Regions from separate parts of the Lactuca sativa genome. Here region 1 is linked to region 2. The links are chromatin contacts, called in public Hi-C maps. All regions are on one chromosome and are shown on one strand. The core of a region is the stretch at or near the end of the contact, and the rest is flanking DNA. Distances in the headings are between cores, read along the strand shown.

What was found. Hi-C and Micro-C count contacts between places; a contact is called where the count stands out from the background.
Region 1: a Hi-C map of leaf shows a contact between it and region 2, with 7 times the contacts expected there. The contact joins the promoter of LOC111916033 here to the promoter of LOC111916036 in region 2. A contact is called at or near these places in 3 of 4 Hi-C or Micro-C datasets (bud and leaf).

What each region holds. Positions count from the first base shown.
Region 1 is chr2:160,713,692-160,716,779 of Lsat_Salinas_v11, reverse strand. It overlaps LOC111916033 (ras-related protein RHN1), which reads right to left and starts at 1,788. Exons shown (of 7, transcript XM_023911675.3): 1 at 1,624-1,788; 2 at 1,453-1,530; 3 at 1,172-1,339; 4 at 756-804; 5 at 502-575; 6 at 317-410; 7 at 1-233. The coding sequence starts at 1,662. The coding sequence ends at 133.
Region 2 is chr2:160,420,902-160,423,886 of Lsat_Salinas_v11, reverse strand. It overlaps LOC111916036 (protein SET DOMAIN GROUP 40), which reads left to right and starts at 1,717. Exons shown (of 6, transcript XM_023911680.2): 1 at 1,717-2,207; 2 at 2,284-2,431; 3 at 2,501-2,632; 4 at 2,723-2,863; 5 at 2,942-2,985. The coding sequence starts at 2,053.

The sequences.
Region 1 (3,088 bases), core at 539-3,038, 290 kb before region 2:
TACATCTTTAACATTTTATTGACATCAAATTTCCATGCTATTCAAGTAATCTTTCAATGGCAAATACACATATTAAAAAAAGAAAAAAACAACTACAAACGATATGAATCAAGAAGAATTTTAAAACATTACTTATGAACAGCAAGATGCAGCACGAGCTCCTTCAGCTGGTCTGTCAACAAGAACCATTCCTGCTGGATTTTGAGTAGGCTGAGCTCTAGGCAATCTCTTGGCTGTTTCAAACACAATAATTATTATCTCATAAATAATTTTTCTTGATAATTTAAATTAAAATTTGCAAGTTATAAAACCTTACCAATTTCATGAAATACATCGTTAACATTGGCAGCAGTTTTAGCAGATGTCTCCATGAAAAAAAGACCATTCTCCTCAGCATATACACGTGCCTCCTGCATATCATAATTCGAAAATGTGATAATTAAAATATACATAATTACATATATACCCTTATATGTAAACAAAAGGGAAAAGGGTACATACTTCTGCTGTTACTTTCCTCTTGTCTTCAAGATCAGCTTTATTTCCAGCAAGTGCCATTACCATGTTTGGATTACCTGCAAAACCCACACAATGAAATATAACTTCATTCAAGATTTTGAACAATGAAGAAAAAGAAGATAAAAAAAATATATAGAAGTGAACAAGATCAATTGGGAGAAAACCAAGAAAAGGGCTACTGGTTTTTGTATGGAAATAAAGTTGAAAAATTTATGGAGGAAGTGAAATCTGCTCACCTTGTTTTTGAAGTTCTTGAACCCACTTTTTAGCCCGTGTAAATGAATCCTAAACATAGTCAGGAAAACAGCAAGTGAAAGTCAGTGATCCAAACTGAAATAGTAGTAAGATATGCTAAGAATTACCTAAAAGCGAATGTTTTAATAATTGCATTTAGAAATTCAAACATGATTCCATATCAATGTAAGAAAGAAAAAAATTTAACAGAAACATGCACTCTCATTCTATTTGAACTCAGTTAAGTGTTCTTAGTTAACAAATCTATATCCTATAAGGTATCAACTACTACAAACCACCACAATTCCAAGTTCAACAAGCCATATGAATGATCCACTGATAAGTTATGAAGACTCCACAGTTCAATTTCATAAAAAGGAAAACAGATATGAACAAGATTCTAGTAAGCTTAAATTACCGCGCTAGTGATATCGTAGACAATGATTGCCGCTGCAGCGCCCCTGTAGTACATAGGAGCCAAACTATGATACCTTTCTTGACCCGCCGTATCCCAGATCTCGAATTTCACCGTTGCATCATTCACTGCTAGGGTTTGCGAAAAAAACGCCGCTCCGATCGTCGATTCCTATCACCACAACAACCAAACAGATGAAATCAACAACCGAAACCACCACCAAGTTCAAACCCTAGAAAGTCAACGAAAAAAAGAGGAAAAAGTCAGATAATCAAAAATCAAACCTGGAATTCTAGAAATTGGCCTTTGACGAATCGCAACACGAGACTTGATTTACCAGCTCCCATGTCCCCAAGCAAAACCTACAAATCATCGCGTAACTTGAAGCTTCAAACAAACATAAACAATAGAACAAATCAGGAATAGAACGAGTGATGATGATGGAGTTCAGTTACCAATTTTGCGTTGAGATTATTGTGTCCGATCGTCGCCATATTGATACGATCGAGGGAGAAAAGAGGTTTTTCTTTTGCAGCAAAAGAGAAGCGATGTGTATTGTTGTTGGTTTGCTGATTGCTGAAACACGGAATTGGGTCGATATTAAAAATGTGGAGTAAATGCAACAAAATTACGAATAAAACAAGTCTTTAAATACACACGCTTTAGTCTAGAACATTACCCATGTCATGTGATATTATAGATTTCTACTTTTTAAAGATCATCATTATTTTTTTAATAAATTAACCTAGAGTCCTAGCTAATAATAAAAGCCTTGATAAGGTTTTTAACGTGTCTCAAATTATTATTACTTTATATGTAATGTAATTTCACGACTTTATTTACGTATTTTTTTTTTATAAATAAATTACTCTTATTATGTATTTATAGTTGTATGCTATTGACATTTGAATCGAATTTTGTAGTATTATTAATAATTAATAAAATAGATGACCCTCGTTTGAAATTCAAATTTATTAGGATAACTCGTAATCCTTATCAAGTTATCAACAATTAGACGCATTAACTTGAAGCACATAATTGTTTTCATCAAGATAAGTCTACATAAAATTCAAATACTATATATTTATTAAAACATGTATTGATTACAAAATTAAAAATATAAAATACAATAGCAAAGGTATATTATTTTATTATCTCTATACAACAATTCAGATATATTCCTCCCGACAATCAAATTCTAGCAACGATCATCACCGGGTTCTTAGATTCAAAAAACGTAATCATTTCTTCGTATAAGTAAATCAGTTTCTATGATGTTGATGCCACCATAGTGTACTATGAATTTATAACACAAGCTCACCTTATCTTGATTTTTTTAGATGTTTAAAAAAAATGAACATTTTAGCTAATAATTATTTCTTCATGTTCGATGAATAGACAAACATTATTGACCATATACTTCAGTTGATCATGGTAAATGGATTGCAGTTATCAAGAATGAGGTACTATGGAATTCCTCTTTGATTTCATACAATAAAATTAGTTTTGCATATTTTGGTTTTGGTGTTTTTTTAACTGTTTATATCACAGCTCATGTAGTCATGTGTATATTTTCAACCCTTTTAAGTTGGTATTTGAGTATTTGATTTCTTCTTTGTATTACATTTACAGGGAGGTGGACATTGATGGGTCTTTAGTTGCTACAAAATATGTTGGAGTTCAAGATATTGTCACTTGTCATGTTTAATAATGGGTGTCTACGTAGCAAAGTCATGGGTGATCCTATTAGAATGATAGGAGAGTTGTTAAATAAAAAGAAATGGAAATTTGACTATATTGTCATAGAAACTACAAATATGTAGTAGCCACTTGAACTTCATTTAATTGTGGGTATTTCTTTTGACAAGATATTTGATAAGATTGAACCATTTTACTTATCTAGAAAAAGATAATTTCAAA
Region 2 (2,985 bases), core at 468-2,967:
AATCTTAAATACATAAAATTACATATAAATACGTAAAAAATACGTTTACATATTATTTACCAATTTTGAGAAAACCTACAAAAAATGTCAGTTATTTTGGGATCATTAATGATTTGGTTTCATGACTTGCTAAACATATTAGGAAACATCATGGTTGTAGAAATCGGGATTAATCGGCGATTAATCGTTTGATGTTCTCCAACCGTCGAGGATTAGTGCATTAATCGGAAATTTAGGATTAATCGGGTTTAGCGGGATTAATCGGCCTTGGCAGGATTAATCGCTTAACACAAGTCAAAAAAGTCGAAAAAAGTAAAAAAAAAAAAAAAAAAGTCAAAAAAATGTCAATTTTTTTTTAAAAAATTCAAAAATTCAACTTTCTTTTTTTACTCCAAAATTTTAAACTTTTAAAATTTTCAAATATTATACCAAAATGTTCATATTTTCGTATTTCCAAATTACAATTTTTCTTATTTTCTAATTTTGAAGTACTTGTTTTTCTTAAGATATATTAATATTTAATTAATTTTAATATTTTATTAATAATCTATGGTCCCCGATTAATCATCGTTTAATCCCCGTAAATACGTAATATATAAAAAAAACATTAAAAATGTAAAATACTTAAAAATACATATAAATATGTAAAAAATATATTTATATATTTAATATGCATAAAAAAACATAAACATTTATATAAAAACCTAAAAAATATATAAATACGTAATACATAAAAAAATAACACATAAAAATGTGTAAAAAATATGTTTAATACTAATAAATACATATAAATACGTAAAAAAAACGTTTATACATTTAAAATACATAAAAAATACGTAAATTATATATATATATATATATATATATATATATATATATATATATATATATATATATATATATATATATATATATAAACTTAGAAAAATCTTAAATACATAAAATTACATATAAATACGTAAAAAATACGTTTACATATTATTTACCAATTTTGAGAAAACCTACAAAAAATGTCAGTTATTTTGGGATCATTAATGATTTGGTTTCATGACTTGGTAAACATATTAGGAAACATCATGGTTGTAGAAATCGGGATTAATCGGCGATTAATCGTTTGATGTTCTCCAACCGTCGAGGATTAGTGCATTAATCGGAAATTTAGGATTAATCGGGTTTAGCGGGATTAATCGGCCTTGGCAGGATTAATCGCTTAACACAAGTCAAAAAAGTCGAAAAAAGTAAAAAAAAAAAAAAAAAGTCAAAAAAATGTCAATTTTTTTTTAAAAAATTCAAAAATTCAACTTTCTTTTTTTACTCCAAAATTTTAAACTTTTAAAATTTTCAAATATTATACCAAAATGTTCATATTTTCGTATTTCCAAATTACAATTTTTCTTATTTTCTAATTTTGAAGTACTTGTTTTTCTTAAGATATATTAATATTTAATTAATTTTAATATTTTATTAATAATCTATGGTCCCCGATTAATCATTGTTTAATCCCCGCCAAGACCAATTAATCCCTTAACACCAGTCGACCGTCGAGCTACCGTCAAACGATTTTTACAACCTTGGAAAACATTAAAATGAATAAATTAACTTGTTTCTTAGATGTTTCTAATCAAAATGTTAAATAATTAAAGGTTTTCTGTTTTTTTTTTTTTTTTTTTTTAAAAATAAGCATTTGTTAATTTTTTTTCTAAATAATTATATTTTACTGTGGTTGAAAACCCAGCCAAAATTATGAAAAACTATAGAGACCATTTTGTTAGTTTTGTCTTTTATATTGATCTCTAATCTCGAAGGTCCATCTTGATTTCGGTTTTTTAGGGACCTGTTTCATGTTTGTCGGATCGAATTTATTCTATTTTTCAAAACCCGGGAGTATATTTAGTATCTACTAAATATTGGGCCTATTGGCCCAGGTTGGCTTAAGTACACTGGGCCTATCGAGTGTTGCTTTTTTTTTTTTTTGAGGTTTCGTTTAGGCTTTTGGTGGTTGTCTTGTCTGGTTGATCCGGTAGCCGGCCGCCGGTAGGGGGAGCAACGGAGATGGAAGAAGCAGCGAAACTGGAACACTTCATGGATTGGGCAACTACACTCGGAGTTTCAGATTCTCCAGACGACAACAAGAACCCCAATCATCTTCATTCGCCTTGTTGCTTGGGAAAATCTCTCACCATATCCTATTTCCCTAACGCCGGAGGGTAACATAAAATCTCTCAATCCATTTACAATTTTGTATCTGTGCTTTTTTGTTTTTGATTATATCATAACTTTCAGGAGAGGATTATGTGCAGTGCGTGATCTTCAAAAAGGCCAATTGATACTCAGAGTTCCAAAATCAGCTCTCATGACCTCCCAAACCCTAATGATGAATGATCATAAGCTCTCCATTTCAATCTCTAAGTTTTCTCTGTCTTCGACTCAGGTATTGCTCGATTAATTGCATGAAACTGTATTTTGTTTTCCGTATAACGAATGATGAGTTTGGGGGCAGATATTGACTGTGGCATTGCTGAATGAACTGGGAAAGGGAAAGTGTTCTTCGTGGTATCCATACTTGACACAATTTCCTTCAAATTATGATATATTAGCAAGTTTTGATCAGTTTGAGATTCAAGCTTTGCAAGTGAGAATATACTTATTATCCAATTTACTACTTGTATGCGTTTTAGTATATAAAAAATGTTATTCTGAAGTGTTTTGAAGTAACTGGCAGCTGGATGATGCTGTTTGGGCTGCAGAAAAGGCATTGGAGAAGACGAAAATGGAGTGGGAAAGTGCTATTGTGATAATGGAAGAACTTTTGTTTAAGCCACATTACATGAGCTTCAAGGCATGGATATGGGCTTCTGCATCTGTAAGTTTATTTGGTATTTAAATGTGTAAAACTTGATTGAGATATAATAATACATGATTAGGGTTTTGTTGAATGAAGATATCTTCGCGCACAATGCATGTTCCATGGGATGCTGCTGGTTG